Linked DNA regions of Sus scrofa: all the other regions are linked to region 1. The links are chromatin contacts, called in public Hi-C and HiChIP or PLAC-seq maps. All regions are on one chromosome and are shown on one strand. Each heading gives the region's core, a stretch centred on a gene start, on an enhancer-like site or on the middle of the called end of the contact. The rest is flanking DNA. Distances are from core to core; before and after follow the strand shown. Region 1 holds the start of COPE (coatomer subunit epsilon). Region 2 holds the start of ISYNA1 (a long non-coding RNA gene). Region 3 holds the start of KXD1 (kxDL motif-containing protein 1).

Evidence for each region. Hi-C and Micro-C count contacts between places; a contact is called where the count stands out from the background. HiChIP or PLAC-seq counts read pairs in DNA pulled down with a chosen protein or histone mark.
Region 2: a contact with region 1 is called in an H3K27ac HiChIP or PLAC-seq map of alveolar macrophages. The contact joins the promoter of ISYNA1 here to the promoter of COPE in region 1. A contact is called at or near these places in 1 of 5 promoter capture datasets (fetal skeletal muscle) and 1 of 2 datasets of contacts at active chromatin or transcription factors (alveolar macrophages).
Region 3: a Hi-C map of liver shows a contact between it and region 1, with 5 times the contacts expected there. The contact joins the promoter of KXD1 here to the promoter of COPE in region 1. A contact is called at or near these places in 3 of 5 promoter capture datasets (fetal skeletal muscle, liver and skeletal muscle), 7 of 47 Hi-C or Micro-C datasets (heart right ventricle, liver, psoas muscle and 1 more) and 1 of 2 datasets of contacts at active chromatin or transcription factors (alveolar macrophages).

Annotation. Positions count from the first base shown.
Region 1 is chr2:58,928,689-58,933,611 of Sscrofa11.1, reverse strand. COPE (coatomer subunit epsilon) reads right to left here and starts at 2,683. Exons shown (of 10, transcript XM_003123536.4): 1 at 2,474-2,683. The coding sequence starts at 2,599. It overlaps DDX49 (probable ATP-dependent RNA helicase DDX49), which reads left to right and starts at 2,902. Exons shown (of 13, transcript XM_003123539.4): 1 at 2,902-3,067; 2 at 3,930-4,053; 3 at 4,640-4,725; 4 at 4,814-4,923. The coding sequence starts at 2,953.
Region 2 is chr2:59,360,797-59,365,719 of Sscrofa11.1, reverse strand. ISYNA1 (a long non-coding RNA gene) reads right to left here and starts at 2,048. Exons shown (of 11, transcript XR_002341592.1): 1 at 1,901-2,048; 2 at 1,666-1,794; 3 at 1,358-1,519; 4 at 874-1,006; 5 at 588-781; 6 at 221-370; 7 at 1-139.
Region 3 is chr2:59,248,939-59,253,861 of Sscrofa11.1, reverse strand. It overlaps KXD1 (kxDL motif-containing protein 1), which reads left to right and starts at 2,969. Exons shown (of 5, transcript XM_013991423.2): 1 at 2,969-3,066. The coding sequence starts at 3,064.

The sequences.
Region 1 (4,923 bases), core at 1,434-3,933:
AACGTTATGAGCCCCAAAATGGGGAGACTATGTTAGGTTACATGGGAACATCCTGTCTAATCACAGATGCTCTTAAAAGCAAAGACCACTTATTTATTTATTTTCTTTTTAGGGCCACACCTGCGGCATACGGAAGGTCCCAGGCTAGGGGCTGAATTGGAGCTGCAGTGACGGCCTACACCACAACCACAGCAATGCTGGATCCAAGCAGCATCTGCAACCTATGCTGCAGTTTGTGGCAATGCCAGATCCTTAATCCACTGAGCCAAGCCAGGGGCTGAACGTGCGTCCTCATGGAGACTATGTCAGGTTCTTAACCTGCGGAGCCACAACGGGAGCTCCAAGCAGAAGACTTTTAGACTAAAGGGATGAAGGAGAGGGGGAAATCTGAGAGACTCCAAGCATGAGAACCTTATGGCTGGTTCTGAGATGGAAGGGTGATGTGCGAGCTTGAGGACTAGAGAGAAGCCTCTAGGAGCTAAGAGTGGCCCCTGGTCAAGAGGCAGCAACTGGAACAAGTTAGGAAGGTGATTCCTCCCCAGAACCTCCAGAAAAGATGTAGCCAGACCAATACTTTGATGTTAGCCTGGCGAGAACCTTGCTGAACTTCTGACCTACAGAAGCTGTGAGATAATAAATGTGTGCTCTTTTAAGCCATTGTTTGTGCTAATTTGTCACAGCGGCAATGGAAAGCGAACATGATTGTACACACGTTATTTCAGCAAATCCTAACCTTCCTGAAATCTGTTTGGAGTTCTACCCCCATTACATAGATAATGCTCAGGGACATGAGGTTCCCTGCAAATGGCCAGAAGGGAAAACAAGCTTTCTCTACTTCAGAATCCAATTTCCTCCGAAGGCTCTGCGTGCCTCTCTGAAGACATCTGCCACTCCCCTGCTTGGTGCTTCGATGGCCTCCCACAATGGCCTCCAAACATGTTTGGAATAAAACCCAAACCCCTGCTGCTGCCGCCCCCTAAGGCTCTGTCCACCTCATTCTTTGTCTCTCCCGCTGTACTTGCCCCACTTCTGCTATACCAGCCTCCTAGGCCTTGATCACCTGGAACTCACTCCTGCCTCGGCCACCTCTGCAGCAACTTATGGGGTTAGATCCTTCCCCAAGGTTCAGTCTCAGGTTCAAATGACAGAGAGATCTGGCCTGATCTGACCACTCTCATGCAAAGCAGTTCCCACCCCCATCTCTAATTTTTTTTCAATTTTATTTTATAGCTGCGCCACGGCATATGGAAGTTCCTGGGCCAGGGACTGAATCTGAGCCATGGCAGTGACCCAAGCCCCTGCAGCTGGATTCTTAACCCACTGTGCCACAGTGGGAACTCCCCCCACCCCCATTTCTGACTCAGTACTCTCATCTCCTCTCACCCCCATAGGGCTCAAGTTGTAATTAAGCTTTCTCTCTTCAGAACACTAAACCCTGGAGTTCCCATCGTGGCTCAGTGGTTAACGATTCCAACTAGGAACCATGAGGTTGCGGGTTCGATCTCTGGCTTTGTTCAGTGGGTTAGGGATCCAGCGTTGCTGTGAGCTTCGGTGTAGGTCGAAGACGAGGCTTAGATCCCGAGTTGCTGTGGCTGTGGTGTAAGCTGGCGGCTACAGCTCTGATTAGACCCCTAGCTTGGGAACCTCCATATGTCGCAGGTGCAGCCCTTAAAAAAAAAAAAAAAAATTCTCCAATGGCTCACTCTCAAAGTAACTGTAATATCCGTGACCCTTCCCCAAAAGTACTGCCTAAGGTCCTTTCTGCTCCCTCTCCTGTCACCCGCTCACTGCCTGGGCCCTGGACTCTATTTTTCAGCCCTCAAACAGCCAAGCCCCCTCACCACTCCCCATCACACCATCTCCTGACATCTTGTTTATTAACTTGTTAATTCTCTGTCTCCCTTGGGAGCTGAGGTTTCCAAGAGAGCTGGGAGTTTTGTCTATTTTGTACTGCTTTGAGCCCAGCACGAGCACTCTGCCTGGCTTATACAGATACTCCATGAGGAGTGAACGAATGGGCATGTTTGGAGAGAAATAATCTGGTTAATGGGACAGGGTGACATTGCGAAAAGCCTCGGAGTTCTCACCTGGACAATGAGGATAAACAACGTCCCTACTTCACAGGTATTGAGGGTATGGCGGCACAGTGTGGGCGCTGAACCAACAAGAATTACTGTTACTATTATCATTACTATAGCGTAATAACCTCGCCATTGTTATTACCATAGCGGTAAGAAACCCCTCTTTTACTCAAACGCCTCCCAGGCTAAGAGCGCTCAAAGTGAGAAGTATCATAAACTGCTGCTGCTTTGGGTTTTGTCATGGGACAGGGATAATTCCTTATCGCGCTCTAAAGAGGTGTGAGAGGAAAAACGGGACGAGGAAAGAAAGGGTTTTAAAATCAGAGCACGACCCGTGGCCAACAGGAAGCGTATTCCGCCCCCGCCTCCGCCCCTAGCATCCCCTAGCCCACCTTCACCCGCTGAGCCTCGTTGATGCACTGTTGGTAGCTGCCAATGTAGAAGGCATTCTTTACGTCGAACAACTCATCTACTTCCCCGGAGCCGCCGGAGGCCGGGCCGGGTGCCGGTGGCGCCATGTCGCTGTGTTCTTACCCCTTCCTCTTCCTGAGGACACGTCGGCCGGAAGCACAGAGCCACCGCAGAGCCTCCGGGAAATGTAGTTTACTCGGCTCCCTGGAAATGAGCTTAAAGAGGAGTTAAAGGGGCGGGAGACGCACGTGCGTTCACAGGGCATCTCGGGAATTGTAGTTGTATTCGAGTCTGCGGGCTCGGGGAAAACATGGTAAGGATATAATGAGCCTAGGAATGGCAGTAAACTGCAGAGGGTGGAGCCGCGCAAAAGGTAGATCCAATAAACGCGAAGGCTTCCCTGACGTCATCGACAAGCGCCGGAAGCACGGCTCACAGGGGTGCCGGGCTGACTGAGAGGATGGCTGGCTTTGCTGAGCTCGGGCTGTCATCGTGGCTGGTGGAACAATGTCGGCAGCTGGGTTTGAAGCAGCCCACGCCCGTGCAGCTCGGCTGCATCCCCGCCATCCTGGAGGGTGAGTGTACCTAGGCCTCTTCTACAGGAGGTTTCCCCGCTCCTGTCGCCTTACTTTGCCTTCTCGCCCCTTTTGCCCACACCGGTACCGTGGGTCGAGGGGCAGCTTTGGGGCCTCACGGGCGAGCCTGGTTTCTCGGAGTCGACTACTCAGTGTTGGCGTTTAGGCTGTACGATTGACTCGCCGTGTTTCCGCACACAAGTGGTGTAATTTCTGAAGCTCTCATAGATAGCCTCAGAGCGCTGGGATGATTTGATGAGTGACTGGTAGATAACACTGGGAAAATTCGGTAGTTTGTATTACTATCTCCATTTCATAGATGGAAACTGAGGTTGTCGGTATTACCGGTACCGACAACTGGTAAACCTAGGTAAATTTAGGACTCTAGTCTGTAGACTGCTTTTCTCCTCACTCCTCTGGCTTTTTAGGAAGCCTCAGATGGACAAATTGAGAGATTAAATAAAGCTGAAGGCATCATTTGGGAGCATAGGATGCAGATTTTGGAGAACATTCTGGGTTTCCCAAGCTTCTATCCCTGGGAAGGAGTCAAAATGAGGTAGTGATTAGTAGCAGACATCTCAGGTCAGATGCATGTGGGTTCTAGTCCAGCTTGTACTCACTGGCAGTGTGTCCTGGGCAAAGCTTTGAGATCTGTTCTCCCTTCTGTTAAGTGGGAATGGTAATGGCCTCTTCCTCCTAAAATTTGTCAGTTGCTAAAACAGTAAGTTATCAGAATCCTGAAACAGAAAGAGCACACGCCAGTATTGAGCATACAGTAACTGCTTATTAGACCTTAGCTGTTATACACTGGGCCCAGTGGAACATCTGTTATACCTCTGATGCTGCTTTGCCCTCTGTCCAGGTCGGGACTGCCTCGGCTGTGCCAAGACAGGCAGCGGCAAGACAGCAGCGTTTGTCCTGCCCATCTTGCAGAAGCTGTCTGAAGATCCCTATGGTATCTTCTGCCTCGTCCTGACACCCACAAGGTGAGCTTCTGGCCCCCAATAGGCCTCTTGGGGGAGCTAACCAGCTGTGTTCTCTTGGGCAAGCGCACTTTGCATTTGTGCAAAATGGGGACAGAGATTAAGCCCATGTCTTAGGGGTACTGAAGAATTAAACAAGATGATATGTGGAAAGTGCTGAGCATGAGGCTTGATTTAGGGCAAGCAGGAAGATCAGGAAGTAGGGACATGGGCAGAAAAGAGGCCTGGGCGGAGCTGGAGCTGGGGGCAGAGAGGAGGGGACCTGGACACTGACCAGCCCTTGAGGAGGGGGTACTGACACTTGGGTCTCAGGCTTTGAAGACTGTGGTGTCATTGCTGAGGACATGGGAAGAGACAGGGCCAGTTTGAGTGGGACTGGCAGGTGACGAGCCATGAGCTGTTCTGGGACCTGGTTAGAGGGCAGGGGCACAATGAGCCTCCAACACTCAGTATCAGAACCTTTGTGCTAAGGGGACTGGGGGCTGTGGAAGGTGTGTGAACAGGAGAGGGCCAGTCAGGAGGTGGAATAGGAATGAGAGGCAGGCACAAAACCCCTATCTGACCCATCCTGGCCCCTTCACACCCACAGGGAGCTGGCCTACCAGATTGCAGAGCAGTTCCGGGTCCTGGGGAAGCCTCTGGGCTTGAAAGACTGCATCATCGTTGGTGGCATGGGTATGAGAGGCCCAGGGAGGCTCTGGGCATGGAAACCCTGAGGCTTCAGACTATCCTCCCAGCCCCACCTCTTGCCCTCCACCCACAGACATGGTGGCACAGGCCCTGGAGCTGTCCAGAAAACCACACGTGGTCATTGCCACACCAGGGCGCCTTGCTGACCACCTCCGCAGCTCCAACACCTTCAGCATAAAGAAG
Region 2 (4,923 bases), core at 799-3,298, 430 kb before region 1:
CCACAAAGACGCGGCGCTGCCACGCGAGCTCGAGGGCACCAGGCACTAGTGTGTTCTGTGGGGACCCGTTGAGGAAGGCGCACCCCTCCAAGATGCTGGCGACGGCGAAGAGCGTGGAGGGCGACACTTCCAGGCCCAGCTGTGGGCACAGACAGGCAGTCAGCACAGAAGGGTCCTTGGGAGCTAGCCCTGACCCCATTCCACCCCTGGGCGTGCCTACCTGGATGGTGCGCAGCAGGTTGTCAGCAGTGTCATTGAGGCCAGGCACCACTTCGCAGAAGCGCTCTGTGTTCGCTGTCCACAGCACAATGACTTTGTCCAGGCCAGCGTTGGACCGGAAGTCACGGATGTCCCTGCGGATCTGCTCCAGCTGGCAGGGGGCGGGAGCGGGCGAAGGGGGAGGGTTGTACAGGTTCTCCCGACCTGTGGAGGCCTGGGCGACTCAATTACCCAAGTGCAAAGTGGGGCCTGGACCCTCGGGATGGAAGCATGGGGACAAAAGAGAACAGGTGGCGGGGGTGGGGGAAAGGACAAATGACAAGGGAGAACAAGTGGCAGAGGATATGGGGCGCCGGGAGGGGCTGCACCTGCTGCGCGCGCGTGCCCGGGATGAGGTTGTCAGCGCGCGCACTCTGGTTAGCTGCGATGAACTCCGGGATGTAGACCGACGGCCGCGGGCGCAAGGCCTCCATGTGCGGCCACAGTTGCTCCTGCAGCTCCCAATCTAGTACCTGCGCGCGCCTCATCGCCTCCGCCAGGTTCAGCGACGATATGTCCCAGCCTGGGGGGGCGGGGACCCTCAAGCTCGGCGGGGATCCTGGACCCCCACAGGCCCGGCCTCCCACCCCACCCCTGGCCCAGGGCCCCGCCCACCGTCGAAAACGAGATCGTCGGGTGCCACCATGGGCAGCAGCGCGCTGAAGGGCACGAACACCTCCTGGCCCTCGGCGTCCAGGCCTAGGCTAACGGTGCCAGCCTGTGTCAGCGAGCCGTAGTAGTTGGCCTCCTGGGGAGCGGCAGACAGGGCAGAGAGATGGGTGGGCGTGGCGTGGGGAGGCCCAAGAGTCGGCACACTCAAGCTCCGCCCTACTTTCGGGCGCCTCAGCTCTGCTCCAAGTCAAGGCAAGAGCTGCTTCCCCTCCGGAGGTCCCAACCCGAAGTCCTCCCTACCTTGGGCTCCGCCCCCACAAGACCCCCTGAGGAGTGCCCGCCCCGCCCCGTGGAAGCCCCGCCCCGGGGTCCGCCCGCAGCGAGGAACCCCGCCCCCTTAAGACCCACTCCTCCGTAGAGCCCCTCCCCCTCTGCGTGGATTCCAGCGGAGCCCTGGGTTCTACCAGGCGCCGCCCGACTCCCCCACCTTGCGGCCGGTGCGCGTAGGCCAGGACAGGCGCAGTCGGTTGGCCAGCACGGCAGCGGTCAGCGTGGAGCCGTTGTTCCCGCCCCAGCCGACGAGCATGACCCCCAGCCGGGGCACCTGCCGGGCGGTCCGGAAAGTGAAGCGCGTGGACGTGGGATGCACCTGGGGACAGGCGGTGCGGTGAGTCGGGGACCACAGGCCCCTCCCCCCTCATCGCAGGGCGGAGATCGCAGACGTTGGGCAATTCCCGCTTGGTCTCGGCTCCCTGGTTCCCCCTAGCCTCACGGCCAGCCCGGTCCCTCGCCTACTTTGAGGACGCCAGCCTCGCGGCTGACGCACGTCGTCCTGTACTCGTACTTCGCCTCGATAGCCTCGGGGCTGTAGACCACGTCGGGGCTCTCCACCACGAACTCGGTTGCGGCCTCCATCGTGGTGAGCTGGGGGCGCGGGGTGGGCAGGAAGTCAGCGGGGACCCGAGAGTTGGCTGGGCCAAGCCGACTTCGGTCCCTGGGGAGTCTGCACCCCTCCCGGGGCCGCACTTACCGGCGCAGAGTCGGCTGGAACTGCAGCGGACGGCTAGGGCTCGGGGCGCGCGAACTCGAGAGAAAAGAGCGGTGGCTCCACCCCGCTCCGCCCCCTCGCTCCGCCCACGCCGCGGAGGAGGGGCGCTCGCGGCCTGGACGGTGCACACAGGCCTTGGATTCGGGTTCGAGGCCCTTCTGCCCCGAGCCCCCGTGTTAATCTGGTCCCCTAAACTGTCCTGCGCGGCCGGACAATCATATGGGCCGCAGACCCCCGGCCCGAGCTCGGCGCGCGTGATTCACTTCGCATCGCGGGTTGAGCCGGCGGCAGCTTCCCCTCATATTACAAAAGAGAATCATATGGATGTAAGTGAGCGCAGGCCCCAGCCACAAGGCAGGAGGTGGAGCCAGGCAAGGAGGCTGGGCCTCTGCGGGGTTATCTGGAGAAACCGAGGCACGAGACACTAAACCGGGATTAAGACTTCGAAGCCAGACGCTCCTCCAGCCCAGGCTGCCTCCTCCCCCTACCCCTTCCAGAACAGCAGCACCCTCCAGATATCAACCCCCCACCCCCACCCCCGCCACAGGGTTCACGTGGATGGGGTGGTGGCTGCGAGTCCTCAGTTTCCCCACCTGTAGCAGGAGGGCTTGATTGGGCCAGGCTGGAGTGGGGGCGGGGGAGAGACTGTTGGCGAGAGGAGGGGAGGGGAGAGGAGGGGAGGGGATGGGATGGGCAGAGCAGAGGCGGCCCGCTGGGGAGGAGCTAGGCCAGCACAGCACTAAGCCCCCCTAAGAGCACAGCGATAAAGGAGCGTGGGAACCCGGCAGGCGGGCGGGGGCGGCTCCCCCAGGAACTTTCCAAAACAAGCGGCCTCCTCCGGCTGGAAAGTTTCCACCACTGGAGCTGACCCAAAAGGTGGATAGTTGGGAACATTTGCAGGAAACTTGGTCAGGGCCTGGCCTTGGAAGGTGGGGGTTCTAAAACCGGTCCAGGTTTTGCCCTCCAGGGGCTCCAGTGAGGGGGAGTCAGAAGTGGACTGGGTCACTCCCAGCCAGAGGGACCTAACAGGCAGCGCTGGGCAGGGCAGACTGCCTGGAGGATGTGGCGCGGTGAGGGATCTTGAGATCTGAAGACATCAAAAATGTGAAGGACTGCCCAGGCAAAAACCTGGGGGCGTGGTTTCAGGGGCAGATGAAAAGGGACTGAGCGCAAGGGGGAAGGAGGCAGTCTGGGGACCAGGGTAGACCTTCAGGGCTGGGGACAGGAAAGACAGTATAATAAATATTTGGGTTTTGTCCCCCTGTTCCTGGCTGGAGATTGAGTTCAGTTGCCAATGGCCGGTGATTTATTCAATCATACCTACAATCCATTAGGTTCCATTACCTCTGTAACAACCCTTAACAGTGAGGTTCTGGTGAACCCATGGAGGTTCTGGGAGAAGTTGTGGCAGCCCCGCGCCATTCCCCACACCCTGCCCTCTGCATTTACTTCAAGTGCTTCCCTGAGCACCTCGGGCCATTCTAGCAAATCACTAAACCTCTGAGGGGGCTGAAAGGGATGGATTTACAGAGGGTTGTTTGGTCAGACATATGAGTGGCCAGGGACTTGAGGCTGGCATCTGAAGTGAGGGCTGAGTCCCTCAACCTGTGGGGCCAGATGCCTGACATGGGAATGGAACTGTTGGATGTCCAGTTGGTGCTGGAGAATTGGAGGGAGCTTGTGCCTCCAGGCCATGTGTGACATCACAGGAATGTGTACAGAAAGGTCCCCAAAGACCCAGCCCTGAAGAACCCCAGCATTCACAGGGCAGCCTGGGGGAGGTGCTGGCAGGAGGGTAGTGGGGCAGAGTGGCCCCAGGCAGGCTCCTGGAGGGGCAGCTGCAGGGGATGTGGCTTCTGACTGCTTCTATTCCAAGCAGTTGGTTGGAGCTGTAAGGAGAACTGCAGGGACAGTCTGGGTGTGTGACAGGGACTGAGTGTGCTGCCTGGGGGTGAGCAGTGAACGACTGAGGACCCCATTCCCACCAGACCGCAGGCTCCTGAGGGCAGGGGCAGAGCTGTTTCCATCACTGCTGAGTGCCAGCGCCCCGTGCACGGAAGTTGCAGCATCTAGGTGCTGGCAGGAGGAAGACATTGTCCAGCAATTGGCAGGGGCTGGTGGGCAACCCCCAAACCTTTGGCCACGGTGGCACAGGTCATGAGAGTGAGAAAACCCTTCTGGGGCCCTACGGGACTGGACTTGGGTGTCCTTGGCACAGGAAGGATGATCAGGGAACCGCCTGTAGCCACAGTGTCGCTGGGCAGTGGGGGCTGTGGGGGAGCCTGGCGGAAGGCTGGGGGAGGAGGGTGAACAGGGGTGAGTCTGAGGCGTGACAAGGCTGAAGGAGGCAGGTGTCAGCCCTGGGCCCCGGAGTGTGGGGACAGAGATGTTAATCCCTTTAGAACGGCGTGGCCAGGCCGCCCGGGGAGCAGGGTACATTCTGCCCCACAGAGAACTGCCTGACCGCCCCTCCCGCACCCCTCAGATTCCTGGGCCGCCTCAGAACTCAGGCCAAGGCCGTTGGCCAGCAGAGCCACCAGAGAGGCTAAGGCCCACAGTCCCTGACCCCTGGACCCCTTTAATCCCGGTCTTATTCTTTGTTTTTCCTTCCTAAAATAAACATCCCCCACCCACCCACCGTGTCCCTGGAGGCTAGAACCTGCCCCCCTGCCTTCAGCTCCTCACCTGGAACAAGGGGCAAGGACGGCCATCCTAGCTGGTGTCCTGGGGCCTGTGGGGCTCCACTGGGCCTTGGGGTCCTTGTCCCCATAGAGGGCACAAGGGCTCCCCCCCCGAACACCAGCATGCAGCCTGGGAGGAATGATCACATAGTGCCCTTACTTGCTCTTTTCATCAGTCACAGCTCTTTGCCCCGTGTGGCCCCACTAAAGGGGGCTTTGGCCCTGTGGGAGGCCCAGGATCCCCCTGATTGGATCAGCCCACCCTGTCCACTGCCCTGCTCACACCACATCATCCATGGCTCCCCTCCAAACCCCCCCTTTTTT
Region 3 (4,923 bases), core at 1,720-4,219, 320 kb before region 1:
GCCTTTTAACTGAGGCAATTTATCTGTTTACATTTAATGTAATTATGGACATGTTTGGACTTAAATCTGCCTTTTTATGTGTTTTTCTCTCTGCCCCACCTAGTCTATGGTCCTTTCCTCTCTTCTGCCTTCTTAAGGATTGAGTGTGTATGTTTTGGTAAGACTTTTTTTTGGGGGGGGTCTTTTTAGGGCCACACCCTCAGCACATGGAAGTTTCCAGGCAAGGAGTCAAATCAGAGCTACAGCTGCTGGCCTACACCACAGCCACAACAACTCCGGATACTTAACCCATGAGTGGGGCCAGGGATGGAATCCTTGTCCTCATGGATACCAGTCGAGTTAACACTGAGCCACAACAGGAACTCCTGTTCTAGTGAGACTCTTTGTTGTTGTTGTTTGTGGTTTAAATACATGTTTTTGGTGATACTCACAGCATGTGGAAGTTCCTGGGCCAGAGACTGAACCTGTGCCAAAGCAGCAACCTGAGCCCCTGCAGCGACAATGCCAGATTCTTAACCTGCTGTACCACAAGGGAACTCCTGGTGAGACTTCTTTATCCTCATTTTACAGATAGGGAAACTGAGGCACAGAAAAATTAATTACCTTGTTCAGGGTCACAGCAATGAAGGGCAAGATGAGCCAGTTCTTTTGACCCATTGAGCTTCTTTTCCAGCCAGGGAGCCAGATATTGCACAATCAGTAATGCAGATGGGTATCTAATTGCAGCTTTGATGAGTGCTATGCAGGAAATAAACTGAAAAAAAAGTGGCAGAGAAAGGTTTCCTGTCCCTAGACCTAGGTCTCCCCCCACATCAATGTCCCCATCACTGGGCTAACTGAGCATTCCCATCCCTTCTCACCCTTTTCCTCAAACACAAAAGAGGTAAATATTTTCTTGTCTCTACTCCACTGTGCACAGAACATCTGGGGCCCGCCAAGTCCCTTCTGGCCTCAATGTGCAGCCCCCACCTTTTCCAGGACCCTCATAAATGTTTCCTGGCCTCCAGCAGAGCCCAAGGGGCCCATTAGAAAGCTTGGTTTTTCCAGTCTGTGCCTCTTCTGTTACAACCCGCCAACAGAGCCATGGTTCTTTCTACTTTTCCCAGAAGCCCCCACCCAGGCCCTTCTTAGCACTGGCTGCTGCCTAGCTTGTGGAGCTCCACAATTCTTACAAAGATCAAATGCACACTATGTGCTTTCCTACCATCCTGTCTTTCCCCCCAGCCCTGAATGATTGTCAGCACCTGGAAAATTCCTCATTGTACCTCAAAATTCCATCCAGATGTACCTGCTTCCTTGCCTTAGAATGAGTTCTTATACCCCACTCTTCAGGTTCCTCCAGGCTTGAATCTCTCCTCTTTCTAAGCCAACACTATTCCCTTCAGGGCTGGGAGTGTCTGTGTCAGACTCTCCTTCATCCTCCAAGGCTAGGCAGGGACTGAGTATTTTCTGCATCCTCAGAATATGGGCCAAAGCCAGAAGGGGTGGCTAGAGGGTTTAGTGAACAATTTGTAAAACTGTTGGTTTCGGAGTTCCCATCGCGGCGCAGTGGAAACCAATCCGTCTAGGAACCATGAGGTTGAGGGTTCGATCCCTGGCCTTGCTCAGTGGGTTAAGGATCCGGCATTGCCGTGAGCTGTGGTATGAGTTGTAGATGCGGCTTGGATCTGACGTTGCTGTGGCTGTGGTGTAGGCTGGCAGCTGTAGCTCTGATTGGACCCCTAGCCTGGGAACTTCCATATGCTGCAAGTGCAGCCCTAAAAAGCAAAAACAAACAAACAAAAAACAACCCAAAAAAACAAAAAACAAAACAAACTATTGGTTTCAAGTTCCCACTGTGGCACCACAGCATCAGCAGCGTTTTGGGAGCTCTGGGATGCAGGTTTGATAAGGATCCAGTGTTGCCAAAGCTATGGCTTGGGTTGCAACTGCAGATTGGATTTGATCCCTGTCTTGGGAACTCTGTATGCTGCAGGGCAGCTGAAAAAAAACCCACAAAACAAAAACTATTGATTCAACTATAAGAATATATAGAAATCCTGGAATCCTGGCCTTATAAATAAGAATCCTAGTCATCATTAACTATTCAATGAATGAAGGAAGGAGAGCATGGCAGTGATAATACAGTTTACCCCTAGTTTATTGAGGGCTTGCATTGGACCAAGTCTTTTGTTGCAAGAGATTTACCTGCATGATCTCATAAAGTTAAGCCACTTGCACCAGGCCCCCCCAACCAGGATTTGATAGAACTGGAATTTGAACTCAGATATGTCCAATTCCAGGGCTCTCAAAGAGACTTCCGTGTGCCCAGGAGCATGTGTATTTCTCCCAAGCTCTTGGTAACCTTAAGAGGCAGATCCTGTGTTCACCTGGACTCACAGTTAAACTGAGGACCAGAAAAATAAGATATATAATATGTAACACATATCACAAGGCCTCAATAACTAAGGATAATTAATCCGGAGTTCCCGTTGCGGCTCAGTGGTTAAAGAATCCGACTACGAACCACAAGGTTGCAGGTTTGATCCCCGGCATGGCTCAGTGGGTTAAGGATCCGGTGTAGCCATGAGCTGTGGTGTAGGTTGCAGATGTGGCTCGGATCCTGCTTGGCTGTGGCTGTGGCATAGGCTGGTAGCGGCAGCTCTGATTTGACCCCTAGCCTGGCCAGAAAAAGGTCACCAAAAGCAGAGCAGGGATTTTTGAAGCGGAATGAGTCTGATTCCCAGCCTGGAAAACATAACACGTGGGTCTGGGTCGACCACAGGCCACTAGAGCACTATATGCCCTTGTGGGAATGCCCGCCACTCTCGGATCTCTGTCTTACCACTTACAAAACTGGGCGTGTTTTCAGCCTCTCTCTCCACCCCTCCCCCCGCCCTTCCGGGCTGCCAAGGAGCAGGGTTTTGGAAACTACGCAGGCGCGCGAGGGACTGCTTGATTGGCTATTTGTTATGAACCCCCTCCCCGCAAACAGTAACTGCGTCTAAGTCCCACCTCTTCCTGCCGCGCCTCCACGCACGCAAGTCGGCCCCGGGCACGTTGCGGACACGCGCGCTAGCACTCATGGTACGTGATGACGTTGAGGCGGCACTGGCGCCATCCCGGAAGCGCGAGCAAGGCCGCCAGATGTGCAGGTGCTGCTGCCACCGACGCCGGGGCCGAGTTCAGGGTGGGGCTGGGGACGCAGGGGCTTCTGGGCAGCTGGGCCGGGCGGGAGCAGTCCCCGGGCTGTCGCGGGGTGGGGCGCGCCGCTGGCAACATCTGGACACCCTGCGCACAGGCCTCAGTTTCCCCGGCTGCGCAGTGGACGCGCGGACGGCGCCGTGGGCTGGATCCGGATCCGGGGCGCCAGAGTTGGGGGCGTCTATGTTGAAGCTGTGCTATATCACCCAGAACCGGGCTTTTCCCTGCTTAGGCCTCAGTTTCCCGGCTTCACAGGGGCGGGGCTTGAGGGGCTTTGTGAGCCCCGCCGCACTGGGGGGTTTTGCAGAGCTGGGGTAGCCCAGTTAAATTCTGTTAAATGATCTAGGTGGAGTCGCGGCGTCTCTCTGCCTAGGTGTGTGACCTTGGGCAACTGAGCCCACCTCTCTAGCCTTGGTTGCCTTCGGAAATGATAGTGTCAGTCTATCTGCCTCTCAGGGGTGATTAGGGATTAAATGAAGTGTTTTACAAGTGTTCGTTTGTATTCTTGGAAGCACTGGGGAGACCCTCATTAGAATAGTGATTCTTGGCCCAGTCCTAGGTTTTCTTAACACTCCCCTCGGAGAAACTGCCTGCTACCAGTCCACTGTCTCATCACTATTGGTTTCATTACCCAAAGATAGTGTTGTGAGATTCTGATTCTTTGTTATTCCTAGCTTCTGGATGAGAAGGACCCAGGAGGTGAGGTGACTTTCCTAAGGTCACGGAGCCTCCCTCTCTGCGTGTTTCCCCCATAAATATATTTGGAGCTGGGACTAGTGCCTATACTGGATCATTTTTCACCCTGTATATGGGTCAGACCGATACTTAGTCAGGGAAGGCTTCCCGTGAGAAGCAGCTGGTGAGGGAGTATGCATTGAATCTCTCAGCCCTCACATCTGGGAGCCAGAGACAGGAAAGAGCCTTACTTTGAAGCAGAACCATTTCCCGGGGTCCAAATGTTTTGCCCTCCAGGCCTAGTTGTGGGGTTCCTGCCACATGCCTCTGTCCTTTGAGAGCCCAAGTATCCTCTTTATATATGATCTTTGGAAATGTGGAGGCTGTGAGCGTCCATACCTGGCACACAGTCAGAACAAAATAAACATGGTGATTATTGGGGGCGGGGGAGGGGGGTTTCATCAGGTGTGGCAGTTCATCTCCAGAAGGCACATAAGGCTGCAGACCCTAGCTAGATTCAGAGCACAAATAGATATGTACTCTCAGCCTCTATAGCTTTGGGGAAAAAAAAAAAAAAAAAAAGTGTTAGTTGCTAACATTTGTAAATGAGGCGATTTCATAAGGGGAAAAATATATGTTTCAGTTTGTTTGTTTTGGCCATGCTGCAGCATCCGAAAGCTCCCAGGCCAGGGATCAAGCTGCTGCAATGACAACACAGATCCTTAACCTACTGTGCCACTAAAGAACTCAGCTTTTTTTCTGGAAAAAATCAGAAGTCTGGCAGGAATCAGCTGCTGTAAGAAGCAGTTGTTCTGTCACAGGTGGATACTGAACATCTGTCCAGAGTTTGTGGATCCTGTGGACCGTGGCATTTAAGTTGTGACTCAAGTTCACTGGCTATGTGACAGTGGCTCAGTTCTTCAGTGTCTGAGACTCAGTTTTGTCATATAGAAATAAGGATGATAACAATTGCCAGTGTTTGAAGTTGGTGTCCTGTTTAGCATACAGTAGGTAACAAAGAGGGGAGTAGAGTTAGCAGGCTCTGAAAGCCCTTCCTGATCCTGT